3 separate regions of the Mus musculus genome follow, and regions 1 and 3 are each linked to region 2. Evidence: chromatin contacts called from public HiChIP or PLAC-seq and promoter capture Hi-C data. All regions are on one chromosome and are shown on one strand. The core of a region is the stretch at or near the end of the contact, and the rest is flanking DNA. Distances in the headings are between cores, read along the strand shown.

What was found. Promoter capture Hi-C pulls out the DNA fragments that hold promoters and counts their contacts. HiChIP or PLAC-seq counts read pairs in DNA pulled down with a chosen protein or histone mark.
Region 1: a contact with region 2 is called in an HNF4G HiChIP or PLAC-seq map of pancreatic cancer cells. The contact joins the promoter of Napb here to the promoter of Kiz in region 2. A contact is called at or near these places in 1 of 39 promoter capture datasets (liver) and 1 of 115 datasets of contacts at active chromatin or transcription factors (pancreatic cancer cells).
Region 3: a promoter capture Hi-C map of embryonic stem cells shows a contact between it and region 2, with 3 times the contacts expected there. The contact joins the promoter of Nxt1 here to the promoter of Kiz in region 2. A contact is called at or near these places in 7 of 39 promoter capture datasets (the 3T3-L1 cell line, embryonic stem cells, hippocampal neurons and 3 more), 5 of 484 Hi-C or Micro-C datasets (CD4 T cells, CD8 T cells, the G1E-ER4 cell line and 1 more), 1 of 115 datasets of contacts at active chromatin or transcription factors (large pre-B cells) and 2 of 9 other capture datasets (adipose tissue and liver).

Annotation. Positions count from the first base shown.
Region 1 is chr2:148,730,263-148,734,759 of GRCm38.p6, forward strand. Napb (N-ethylmaleimide sensitive fusion protein attachment protein beta) reads right to left here and starts at 2,158. Exons shown (of 11, transcript NM_019632.3): 1 at 2,004-2,158. The coding sequence starts at 2,101.
Region 2 is chr2:146,854,595-146,859,023 of GRCm38.p6, forward strand. Kiz (kizuna centrosomal protein) reads left to right here and starts at 1,286. Exons shown (of 14, transcript NM_001033298.4): 1 at 1,286-1,449. The coding sequence starts at 1,328.
Region 3 is chr2:148,670,898-148,674,851 of GRCm38.p6, forward strand. Nxt1 (NTF2-related export protein 1) reads left to right here and starts at 1,718. Exons shown (of 2, transcript NM_019761.6): 1 at 1,718-1,938.

The sequences.
Region 1 (4,497 bases), core at 908-3,407, 1.9 Mb after region 2:
GAGTGCAAAGGACACTTAACCTGGCTAAGACTCTTAAGGTATTTATTCATTTAAGCTAGTGACCACACTTTTGGCTCTGAAATCCCATAAAACTCAATCCATCTGCCCTTCTGCTTCTTTGATAAGAGGGACTGCCAGCTCTGATAAGTATGTGGATAATCATGCCACAGCCATTTCCAACCTCCACAGGTCTAAGTATTTTATAAACTCATTGATTATTAATCACAAGACACACTGGATTATAGCAGAAGAAACTGAGGCCCAAAGAAGCAAAGCTAACCTTTTCCAAACCCCACGGTAACAACCTGGACTGCTGTTTCTAAGTGACTCCACACAAACTGAGCGTGGATGGGAAATGAAAGTCTTCCTACCTGGCCTGCCACTGACAGGGCAGCAACGGCCCAAAAGATGTTTCTTCAGAAATAAAGATTCCTCAAAATCCTTTCCGATGAGTGTCTCAAGATTTGACATAGTTTCCTCAAAACAGTGCTCCTCTTGACCAAAATTAAATGTCCATAACTGGCTCAAGGAAGCACATCCCGATGTGGAATGTGTATTAACATCATCTCCCAAGGTGAGCTACTCTGCCATTAAATTTCACACAGACTGAATGCAATCCAGTGTGTGTTTTGTGACTCAGACAAGAATTAGTCTTTGGCACTTGCAATGCTCCTTGTCCCTTTGAAAGAGGAAGCAGTATCTATAACTTACACCTACACTTCCAAGCTTCATATTACATGAGAAATTTAAGAACTAGCAGAGACAAATGCCCTTAGGGGTCTCCAAGCATGGTCTCCTTCTCTATCTTGGCAGACCATGGTACCATAAACTGTATCAATGTGACTCTAAGCATTTCCTGGAGATGCAAACATAATGGGGCTCAATTAAACTATTATATAATAATTAATGTAATTAGTAGTCAGATGAATGAAGTAAAAATAAAAGTCAAAGTTCACTGGGTACATTTTCAGCACTTAAGTGTCTATACTGAATTTTTACAGAAACTGCGTCTCACAATGCAGCAGTTTAGTATGTACCTCTAGTCCCTCTCGATAATTAAAATCTGTTCTTGGTACAGATCTTTCACTTTCAAATGGGAGAAAAAAAAGAAGAGGCACACGTAATTTCTACCGCTGTCATAAACAGCTGAATCATTCGCATAATCAACAGCCCAGAATTCTTCCACAAGCTCTCAGGGCAGGTTTTGCTTTTTGAAAGCTCAGAATGTAAACCAAACCCTTCCCTACCAAGATATGTAAGAATTAACAAAATCACGGGATTCCCAAAGGATACTCTGACTTTAAAAAGGAGCAATGTTACATACAGTTCATCAAACGGGAAGCCTGAACTACGGATACAAGTCACTCTGGCAAATGAAAAACACACCAAGGAGGATATGATTTCAAGGCCCTTGAGCCAAGGCCAGCGGGCAAGTGCCCGGGATACAGGGGCGCAGACTTCGCGCTCCCCACGAGCCACCAGCTGCTGCCAAACTCCAGGTTGAATTCCAGAACCTCACAGTCCTGGCTCCCCCGGGGGATTTACGGGCCCAACCAGGGGAAATGAATAAATCTGGTCCACCAGGAGGGGTGGCATCCTTGAAGAGGCAGCTTGGCGCGGACCCTGGAGCTAGCACCGGACCGTTGGCGACGCATGGGACTTGGGGGACCACAGAGATCTCCGAGGACGCGTAGGTGTTCTGGGTTGTTTAAGGGTGCCTGGGGATTGTGAGCTAGAGGTTCTCCGGGTGTGGGTGAGGGGTGTCCAAGGCCTGAGGATCCCCAAAAGGTTCTGGGGCTTGCAGTGTGTGCTGACTGGAGAGACACCCCAGACACGGCCCAAGGGATGCGATGAGGCCCTGGATGCTACGGGACCCAAAACAGAGCGTGGGCCACTGGGAATCCCGTAACCCTAAGCAGTTGCGCGGGGTACTCTGCGGTGGCAGCCGGCTGGGCAGGGGATCGGGCACCAAGACCCCTAAGGGCAAGACCTCTGGCGCTCACCCGAACAACCCTCGGAGGAAAGAGTGGGAAGCCTTCACTCGCTTCTCGGCCTCCGCCATAAGCTGGACCGCTTCTCGCTCCTTCCCTGCGTTGTCCATGTCACCCGCTGCAGCCAAAGCCTCCTCTGCTGACTAGCTAGGCTCCCGGGACGACTTAGCCCTCCCTCCAGCAGGTGCGGACACGCAGGCGCGGCACGCGTGGCCTTTCGGGATCTGTAGTCCTACATTCCACCTTAATGCCAGTTTGTCAGAGACCACAACTACAGTTCCCAGCAGGCTGCTGGGCAGGGCCGGGCGTTCTCCCGGACTCCCTGGAGGAGGGGGAAGGGGCGTGGCCTTCTGGAGGGGTCTTGGGCCTTGGACCCTTGGAGGTAGACTTCAAGGTTGAGAGAGAGAAAGAAAGAGAGAGAGAGACAGAGATAGAGACAGAGACAGACAGAGAGAGGGAGACAGAGAGACACTCTACAAGCAATACTGCAAAATTTAATCTAATGCAGCAGTTCAGCTCAATTTAGTCAACCATGTGGTGCCCCACCTCCCAACTCTGCCAGAAAAGCAGCAACAGCTGGCCTAAAGAGCTATTTTTAATTTCTGACAGCAAGACATTAAAAATGCATCATCATCCCCAATATAAATTCAGAGTTGATTTTAAGCGTCCCCAAACTACAACTTTCCATTTGGTCCTCTTGTTTAAAAATGGATTGCATATCTTTCCTGTAGGCACAATCTACTCTTGTTATTGACTGAATTCTATTAAATGGCTATAAGCCAGTGAACTCTCTTATGCTTTACATAATGCTGGCTATAGTGGGTGGATCTTGACAAAATTCCTGTCTGCCAGGAAGACTTCTAATCTACTAAATATCCATAGATAGATGCAATCCTGTGCCAGTGACTTCTAGGCCTGTCCCAGAGGGAGGTGTTTTTTAATACAATGTCTAGACCATTTATGCTTGGCAGTGCTACTTCTTAGGTGGTGCAGCAAATAGAATTACTGCCAAATGAGAGTTTCTGATGATTTAAAACTCTTCATGAATACGCTGTAGGAACTGGCAAGCAGAATTTGTCTAAGAAAATGAAGCCTGTTTTCAGAGAACATAGCAAGAGCGTTTAAACTCCTGGAAACAAGCTACCAAAACTGATGTCACAGTGTGGCATGATCCAACCATAGCAGGATGCTCTCAAGATAGAGGGGAATATCGGCTCTTGGTGCATAGTTTTTTTTACAACTACTATGAGCTTGTTTTTTTGTTGTTGTTTTTTTTTTCACTTTGGAGAACTGATTTGCAAGTTTGGAGCAGGAGGGTAGACGGAGGTAGGAAATTGGAGGTGGCAGTGGATGTTGGATTGAAGAGAGAAAAATTGCAAAAAGTGAACCAACATTGGCATTTGAAAAGGAGTCAGTTGGGGAATTTGGTGGATTGAGTCAACTCCTAAGCATCATGGGCAGCAGCAGTGTGTTGATCAGAGCAATTCCCAACCCTGGCTGAATGGAACAACTCTGCAGGATAGTCAAGAAATATTGATCCCTCTGCCACTAGTCTTTGGTGTCCAGATCTCCACTCTACCCTATTCTGGAGTTAATCATTCTAAATTCTAAAGCTTTGGATGAAAAGGAACCAGAATACATTCTCCCAAAGCACACCTCAAAAACCAGACATTTCACTCATCTGCCTTTAATGGATGCTCATTCATTCAGACTGTGGCACCTACCTTACAGTGGCTCTGGGCACATCCTATTCAATGGACATTCCGGATACATTCAAGCTGAGTGAATACAAAGAAGAGTAGATTAGAAGGTTAAAGGCCCACTCTCCATATCAAACAGTCCATAGAGGTTATCCCACCCAGCAGGACTCAGTTATTCGTGGGTTCGAGGGGGACTGCAAACCTGGGCGGAAATGGGAGGGAGAGAAAGGAGAAGCCGAGACCAAGAAGGGATTCCTATCAAGGTCTCAGTTTATTAGGCAGAAACAGTGGTTCTTAAAGCATACATCGAGGGGAATAGGGAGGGATTGAGGGGGAATTAACAAAGAACAAAGAAGTGGGCATCTGGGGACATGAAGGCCGAAGTCAGGCTCCAGGTGGCAGGCATTCTTCGTCTTATCTCCGGAATTCGAATCCTCCTTAACAGCCTTGGGTGTCAGTCCGGGCTCAGCAAGTAACTCGTGTCCTTGGATGTCATGGGAATCAGGAAGAGATAAGGAAGAATTCAGCTTTTACAGCCTCAGGTGCCAGAAAGGGAACAGGGAGAAGGAAGTGATGAGCAGCTCCTAGCACAAGGTCATTTGGCTTGTCAGGGTGGGAGACTGTGAAAGGCTTTTTCTCACGGTATGGTCTCCAACATAGAGGCATGACTGAACTCATCTGAAATCCCCAGTTCTAACAGAAAATGACGTTCGTGAGTAGAGGATGTGGCCATCTGCCTGTTGCTAGAGTTGTAGGTAGAGTAGGGCCACCTTTTATAACCAAGCCTCAACAGTAAAGAATGGTGT
Region 2 (4,429 bases), core at 36-2,535:
AATGGACATGTGCAGTGTATAGTGAGCATGTTATAGTGGGACAAGACACGGACACATGCCGTCAGAAGCAGCTTAGATTTATTATGCCTTGATTTTTCAATTGAGTTTTGGTCATTACACATTCAGGAACGGTTTACTGTTGCTGAACTTTTTGACACACAGCTCCCTATCCCTAACCCATTCAGATATGGTGCAATCCCCATGGAGTCCTGACACACTATTAAAGAAATGTTGGTGTCAGGGATGCTTTGCATGAAAATAAAACTACCGACTTGAGAAAAGAGACATAAAATTAAAAGTCTAGGATAAGGAACCACATTGACTACAAGTACGTGTGTACATTTTTTTTTTTTTAATTTCCTATTCCAAGTGGGTTTTAGAATCCAGTTGTCTTTCTTCAGGAAGCCTTTTGCCATGTTGATGGAGGCAAGAATAAAGACTGATTCTGTTCTGGGCCTTTATAACCAGTAGTTCCTCTGAACTGATCTAAGGTTAAGTTAGTCTTGCTGTAATAGTCTGCCCAATTCACTCTGGGGCACCTAGGCTTTTTGTATGGTCACAGCTGAGTTGTGGGACATAGGGTTTATGCCAATGTAGTCTGGCTGGGGGCCTTGTTGGAGAATTGACTGCAGAAGTAAACGGTTTGATTCACAAGGACCTAGTTAGAAACCAAATCTTTCTCCCCTGAAAGGGCTGATGGCAACCTGAGCATTGAAAAACATTCCAGCGTGGGATGGCATATTTGGTTTCTTTGTTTGTTTGTTTTATTTTGTTTGGGGGTGGGGTTTGGTGTTTTGAGACTAGGTTTCTCTGTGTTGTCTTTGTTGTCCTGGAACTCACTCTGTAAATTAGACTGGCCTCGAACTCAGAATTCCTACTGCCTCTGCCCGTAGTGCTGAGATCAAGGGCATATTTGCGGTTCTTAAATTTTGTTTTCTTCTAGCTTTTTGTTTTGCTTTCTAAGTGCTGGTATCAAAACAATCTTGTCACAGGGTCTCTCACTGCAAATTCTAGGAAGGTAAATAAGAAACTGCATCTGATAAAATGAATGCGTGTAGGACGGATTCTGTAGGGGAAGAGAAACACAGCGGTAGCAGAGAGAACGTGACACAGCTCCCTTGTCTTCTCCCTGTACCACCAGGGCTGCTCCACCCTTGCCAGTCTCTCTGTCTTCGCCCCTCCCGGACCCACACCGCGGCTAACCCCGCCTCCTCGGCGCCCCGCCCTTCGCCCCGCCCTCTTCAGGCCGCTAGGCGCCTTGTTTACCCGCGGTGCATGTTGGGGCGGTCTCCTTGGGCAACGCTGGCCCGCCAGCTGCCCTGTGGCAATGCCGCGAGGGCGCGGTGGCGGTGGTGGTGGCCTGCGCCAGGCCTCCGCCACCTCTGCGCCCTTGGCGAGCCCCAGCTACTACGAAAGGGTGGGCCAGCTCCAGCAGGCTCTGCGGGACAGGTACGGCCGCGGGACGGGGCAGGGAGTCAGCGGCGCCACTGAGAGCATCGGGGTACGGTGTCCGGCCCACTTCCCGCCAGTGGTTCACTAGTGTTGGAACTCGCCTGCGACCCCCAACTAGCCCCAGAAGGGGTTAGGAGCACAACTTTACCACGGATGCCCCTTGTTTGAAAGCGCAGAGAGACTGTAATCTCTCATGACAACCAAAGCCAGGTCCCTCAGCCTGCGGATGCGGCCGGAAGTGAGAGTGGGAGTTTTTTTGCCTGCCAGTCTTGATCAAACCTTGTGAATTTCTTTAGTCCTCTCTAGTCCTACATGCCCCCTCCTCACTCTCTCTTCAAGTTGTCATCCTACTTTGACAGCCGCACTGCATCAAAGATGACAGGTCCAGGAACGCAGGCTGGAATGGTGTGTGTGTGTGTGTGTGTGTGTGTGTGTGTGTGTGTGTGTGTGTGTGTGTGTGTGTGTTTGCGCGCGCGCTGTAGTCTTTTAGAAGTGTCTGGGGCTGACTAAATTTCTAGTAAAAGGATGAAATTTTCAACGGGTTCAGCTTCGAGGGTTGGGATTGCCTTTGATTAAGACATGAAAGATGAGAACCATTGGAAAAAGCTAGATCTAAGAATGCATAAATAGAAAAAAGTACAAAGCAATTGACTATAAATAACCACATGGAAAGATAAGTTGTTGGAACACTTATTTAGCTGCCAAATTAATTGGACTTAGAAATCTCATTAGTTGACAAGAAAGGAAATAGATTTTTGGATCTTTTGATAAACAAAACATTTAGTGGGTGTTAAAGTTACAGAATCATTCAGAAGGAACAGGAGGGCTGTAACAATTCTAAGATCATAACAGTAATTGCAGGTGAGGTAAAGTAAGTGATTTTTCAAAGGAATTGCATCTTACACTAGACTTAATTTTTGCCAATTACTTGTTAAGTAACTCCCACGGGCCCTAACTCTTCTTTCCGTGTTTTATCTTCTTTCTACATCCGTTTTTTTTTTTTTTTTTTCCTTCTGACACAGTCCTGCTCACCTACTCTAGGGATCTCTTAATCTCCCACTTAAGAAAAAAAAAATTAACCATTTAGGCGTATGTTGGTGGTGGTCTATGCTGAAGAGACAGAAATAGGAGGACCACAGGTTCAAGGCCAGCCTGGGATACAAGCCAGCCAGGGCAGCATAGTGAGAACCTATCTCCAACACACACACACACACACACACACACACACACACACACACACACACCTTTATTTTTCCTACAGAGCTTTTCTTTTCTCAATACTTTCTAATGTTTGCACCTTCAGTGTGCTTAGTGAGATCTCAGAGAGAATACAATAGAGAGAGAGAGAATGTGTGTGTGTGCATGCACAAGCACGTGTGCACATGCGAGCTCAAGTGTGCCTACATTGAGAATTTTAGGTGAGAAGCAACACCTTTTGCTCACTGTGTAGTACAATGGTGGAGGAGGTGTTTTTGTAAAATGTTTGAATTTATGGGTTAAATCCAAAAGTCAATTAGCCAGCGTCTAGGTGTTACAAATGCCTTATGTGGAATGCCATCACCTCATTGTCACTGAATAATGATCTTTTTTCCAGTTACCCAAGGTGGTGGTATTAGATCTCTGCATATATATATGTGTACACATATATATATGCATCAGCTAATTTAAAAGCAAGAACTTTAGTTTTAGTGCCTTTATCTCATTGTCTGTTGTAGTTCAAGAGTGGTATAGTTACCTTTGGCCTTTACTTATTTGTGTTTTGTAGGCAAAGATCTGCTCTTAAAATGTGACTGATTTAAATGACATTCTTTTTGAACTAGGTTAGTGGTAAGTTATTTTTGCCTCCTATGCTGGAAGCACCTGGTTCTTTATGGTCCTTATGGCACAATAACTGTAATGATTATCCACTTTATGTTTAGCACTTTTTGCTTTAATTAGGAAGCAAGGTAAGGTTGTTGAAGTTACATAAGAAACTGGAGTCAGATTTTATGGCCTGTTCATGGTCCTGCATTTGAAGATTTGTTTTATTTTTAAGTCAGTGTAAATCTATTGCTCTGTGTGATCATTTTTCATTTTAAGAATCTGTAAGTGACTCTAATTAATGCATGCTACACACAAGATAGAAGCAAATAACTCTAGAGAGGGAGCTATAGTAAATGAGTAGGAACATGAGTTCTGCCCATGACAAGTCATGAGACTTCACCAAGGGTCACACACACACACACACACACACACACACACACACACACACTAAATGTAATAACATTTTAAAAATTAAAGCCAGTCTCATCATAGGGACCACTATTTCCTGAAAGTCCATGTTCATCTTCAATATTGTGAATTTCACAGCAGTTGGAAATGCTTTTATCACTTTGGAAACTTTGGGGAATCAGGAGATTAACAGCAACAACAAGTACAGTTCAGCCTTCTTGGCCCTTTTAGAGGCAGTCATTGAAATGTTAGCTGATCTGATAACTGAGCTTGTTCATCGAAACTGTTGTATTTTAAACTCCAGTCATTTTCCTGTGTATTCCCACATAGGTGTAATTTTATAGCTTGAATGTTTTTCTATGTGTGTGTAGTGCTTTCTCTCCATTGTTGTGAAAGTCCGTAATTGAATCTGAAAGAGTCTAATGGAGTGACATGTTGCAGTGTGTATAGTGCCCACAAGTGTGGTAGAAACATATAAGTGCAGCTGATACTTAACAACTACTGTATATAAAAACATCCTTTGAAAGGTCCATTAACCAGCCCCAGTTATTTTCAATGGTGATACCGATTCAGGGCAACATATCATAATGGTTCAGAATTGACGCTGAGATATTAGCTGAGTACAGTTGAGGGTGATGGAAAACCGTGGTATTGAGACACAAATTGACTAAGTTCCTTAAAATGTAGAAAATTCAGCTTTGTAAGAACAGGCCAGCTGTGAAAACCCAGATGAGGGTACAAGTGACTGAAACAAAGACTCTGTAAG
Region 3 (3,954 bases), core at 468-2,967, 1.8 Mb after region 2:
CTTGTGTTCAACCACCATTACACAGACACTCACACATACACTGAAGGTGACAGTCCTAACACTCACTGACGGTCTGGACATGAGATATTATTTATGTCAAGTTGACAAGGGATGGATTGTAGTGGTTATTCCTGGTTGTCAGTTTGGCTATATCTGGAATGAACTACAATCCAGAATTGGAGGACACACCTGTGATCCAGATCTTGAGGCTGGAAGACACAAGTTTCTAACCTGCATCTTGGCATGGAGATTTTGGGGCATAGTGGCCATGAAAAGTTTAGGCTAAACAAGGTAGTACACACCTTTAATGCCAGGAGATTGAGGCAAGGAGAACCCTGACTAATATGGGGGTGGTGGAATGGTGGAGGAGGGGGAGGGGGAGGGGAGAGAAAGAGAGAGAGAGGGGAGGGGAAGGGGAGAGAAAGAGGGAGAGGGGGGAGGGGTGGAGGAGAGGAAGGGGAGAGGGAGAGAGAGAGAGAGAGAGAGAGAGAGAGAGAGAGAGAGATTCTATCCTCTAGAGAACCTTGACGAATACGCTCAACTGTGTCAGTGGCCAGTCCTTTAGAATCAGAGGCATCTCTAATCTCCCAAATTCAAGGGCTACTGAAAGAATAAAGGTCAAGTTCTCCCTCAGGAAAAGTCCTGGGACCTACCACTACTTTATCCCCAGGTTTACTACATATTTTTGTGTAACTACTGCTCCAAAGGCACTTATTCATCCTTGAAACTCAGACTCCAACTTAATTCTTTCAATAATGAAAACTTTTCACTCACTTAACTCCAGTGGGAAGTGACCTATATTGAACAGCCATTCTCGTTTCTTAAATCTAAAAACAAATGTTCCCTTAGTAACATGAGCAAAAGGAGCCGAGAGGTTGGTAACAAAATACAGATTAAAGTACTTAATTGAACAAAGCCACTTACAAACAGCTCTCCTAGCCGGGCAGATGAAGCAAAGAATCAGGTCTCAGCAAAGTTAGCTCTTTGGGTTTTGATACACGAAGCAGTTTCCCAATTTCCCACGCGAAATGGCTCCATTTCTATGCTAGGTATCTAGACAGCTCCAGATTAAAACAAATTCAGTGTCTTAAATGAGGTGGTACTGCGCCGCAGCTGGAGCCAGCAGGAAACTCAATTTGCACTGCATAGAAAGTCAACTACCATTGTCCCCTTGCCCGCCTCTTCGACCTCAGTTCTCACTAGACTAAAATTTGTTCTCTTATAAGTTCATCTGCTTGTCAACTCTAAGTAGCTTCACCTTAGGAAGGGTGCGCTCAGCTAAGATATTTGACCATATTTGACCACAAGGACTTCCACAGACTCTCAGATTTAGCCTTCCACCGGGTTCCTACACTACGGGTGTCTATGTGCTGGGTTCAGTCCAGAGCCTTATTGAAGCCATGCTGTTGTCTCCCTAGTTAGCATCAACCAGTGAAGCTCCACGTTGAAGCTTCACGAGTCTCCACAAGATATCATCCCAACACACACAGAAGAAGGGAGCCAGATCTAGCAAAGACAGATATCTCTTATTAACCAAGCCTTCCACAGCTAAGCGCGTTGACTCCACCCTCTCCACAACATCCAATCAGAGCTCCCTCAACCGGATCTTCTAGGATAGTGCCTAACCCGGAACCTACACTGTCTTTGCCGCCACACCTGGGCGGAGCCAAGTTTTCTACTGGCTCGCGTAGCTGCCCGTCGCGGGGAGGCGGGAGTCGACGGGAACCGGGATGCTAGCGCCTGCGCACATTGCAGCTTGCGGCGCGCGGGAAGCCACTACCGGCGCTTAACCGTTCCTCGCCTCCTGGACGTCGGCTTCTCAGGCGGAGCCTCTGGGAGGAAGAGGAGAACAGGAGAGAAACTCTTCTGGCCCGGGACCGCGACCGGGGCGGAACCCGGGACCGAGTCGCCTTGGCGGCGCTGACCGAGATCGAGCAGGTAAGTGAGCGCTCCTGCCTGGCCGTCTGGCAACGCCGCGGCACCAGGGACCTCTTCCCTTTTCTTAGGCTCAATAAGACATGGATGTTGTCCTTTCCTCCACGTGGTGTCTCTGCAACCTGGCATCAGGCTTTTTTATGTGCAGAACCGTGGCGGTGAGTTTGCCATACCCGGAGGAGAGCAGCAGTTTGGGGCCGGGGGATGTAAGAAGCGACTCCCAGCTGGAAATGAGGCCCGGGGCACGGCTGCCGTTTCTGAGGTCCAACTCCAGGAAACTACAGTATGAACCATGGGAGTGGAGCATCTTTCTGACTCTCACTCTACTATGTTTCGGTCGTACTGCTCTCTCCTTAAGAGAGAAAGATGACCGGGTTCTGTGGGTAGCTGAGGACCAGAAATAGGGGTGATCATCTTTGGGGGCGTGACCAATGTTAGGGCGAAGCATTGTGGCCTAAAGAAGTGGGGATGAGGTGGTTGGACAGAGAAATATGGTTACCTTGGAGAACATTGTTAAGCCAGCATCCCTAGAGCTGTTTTCATATAGAACTGCTTTCAAAAAAATCCTGGAACTTAGTAAGCATAGCTCTGACTCCCTTGCTTCCGTAGAATGAAGCAAGTAAGTTTGTAACTCTTTTTGTAAAGTTGTTACAGTGACTTGTGCAATGATGATTGAGGGAATGTACCTAAACTACTAAGCAAACAGCACTTCAGATTGATTGTTGAGTCGGAGGACCTTGGTGAGAGAGTGGCAAGAGCAGTATCAAGCTGGCTCCGAATTCATCTATAGGGCCAGCTTCCTCCTTGCTCTGTGTGGAATCCATCGTTCATAAACTGATAAGCTTAAAAAAATGAAACCGGGCATGGTGGCGCACGCCTTGAATCCCAGCACTTGGGAGGCAGAGGCAGGCGGATTTCTGAGTTCGAGGCCAGCCTGGTCTACAAAGTGAGTTCCGGGACAGCCAGGGCTACACAGAGAAACCCTGTCTCGAAAAACCAAAAAAAAAAAAATGTTGGCCCAGGCATGGTCGTGCACACCTTTATTCCCAGCACAAAAGGCAGAGGCGGATGTCATGAGTTCAAAGCCAGTGTGGTCTACATAGAAGTGGCAGAAATACATAGAGAGAACGTGTCTCAATAAAATAATAAAGGCTCTTGAAATGAAAAAGCATGTGTTCACAGCTTAAAGTTTTAAGCTTACTCTGTAGAGACCCTGTTTCTGGAAATTGGCAAATAATATAAATTACTTGTGTCCTATTTTCAGTAATATTGATCAGTACTAGGTTCTTTTAAGTGGAAATAGTTAACCATAGAAAAAATTAGCAGCCATTCCTGTTGTAAAAAGAAAAGCCATGCTGCTTATGTGATGGAACTTTAATGTTTTAAGGAACTGTGATCTTCCGGAATCTCCCTGAGACTGTTTGAATGCTAGAGCCTTTCTGCTATGGTGTCATGGCCCTGCTGGTCTTAAATGGTGGCCATTAATGCTGAAGACATAAATTCTAGTTAGTCTTGGGTTTACTTGTTATGGGCATTGTAACCACTGTCCTCCACTCTCCTGAGAAATATGCCATTCCCTGCATCTTCTGGGTCCTTGTTGGATTATTTCATGGTAGTCTTTTCCCATACAGGCACCTGCTCTCCTTTGTTGGGTCAGTAACCACTCACTTCTACAGCGGGAGACACAGGTTTTACTAAGATGAGCCACACCCTGGTTGCCTAGGGGCAGTCACACCTATCCACGCTTTTAGGAAAGCAGACTTCAGGTATCAAATGTACTTTAATAATTATAAATGGATTTTAAAACCCATTGTAAGGTGAACATATTGGACTTTTTTTTTTGACCAAGCTTACTATTTAGCCCAGACTGGTCTACAATTCCTGTCTCAGATTCTCCAGTGTGCTCCACCACTCCTGACTTAAAGTCCCTAACTCAGTGCTGGATGTGGTGGTGCACTGTCTAGTTTAATTTTCTGTTCCTTTTTTTTCTTTTTTCTCTCTCTCGAGGAAACTAAGGAT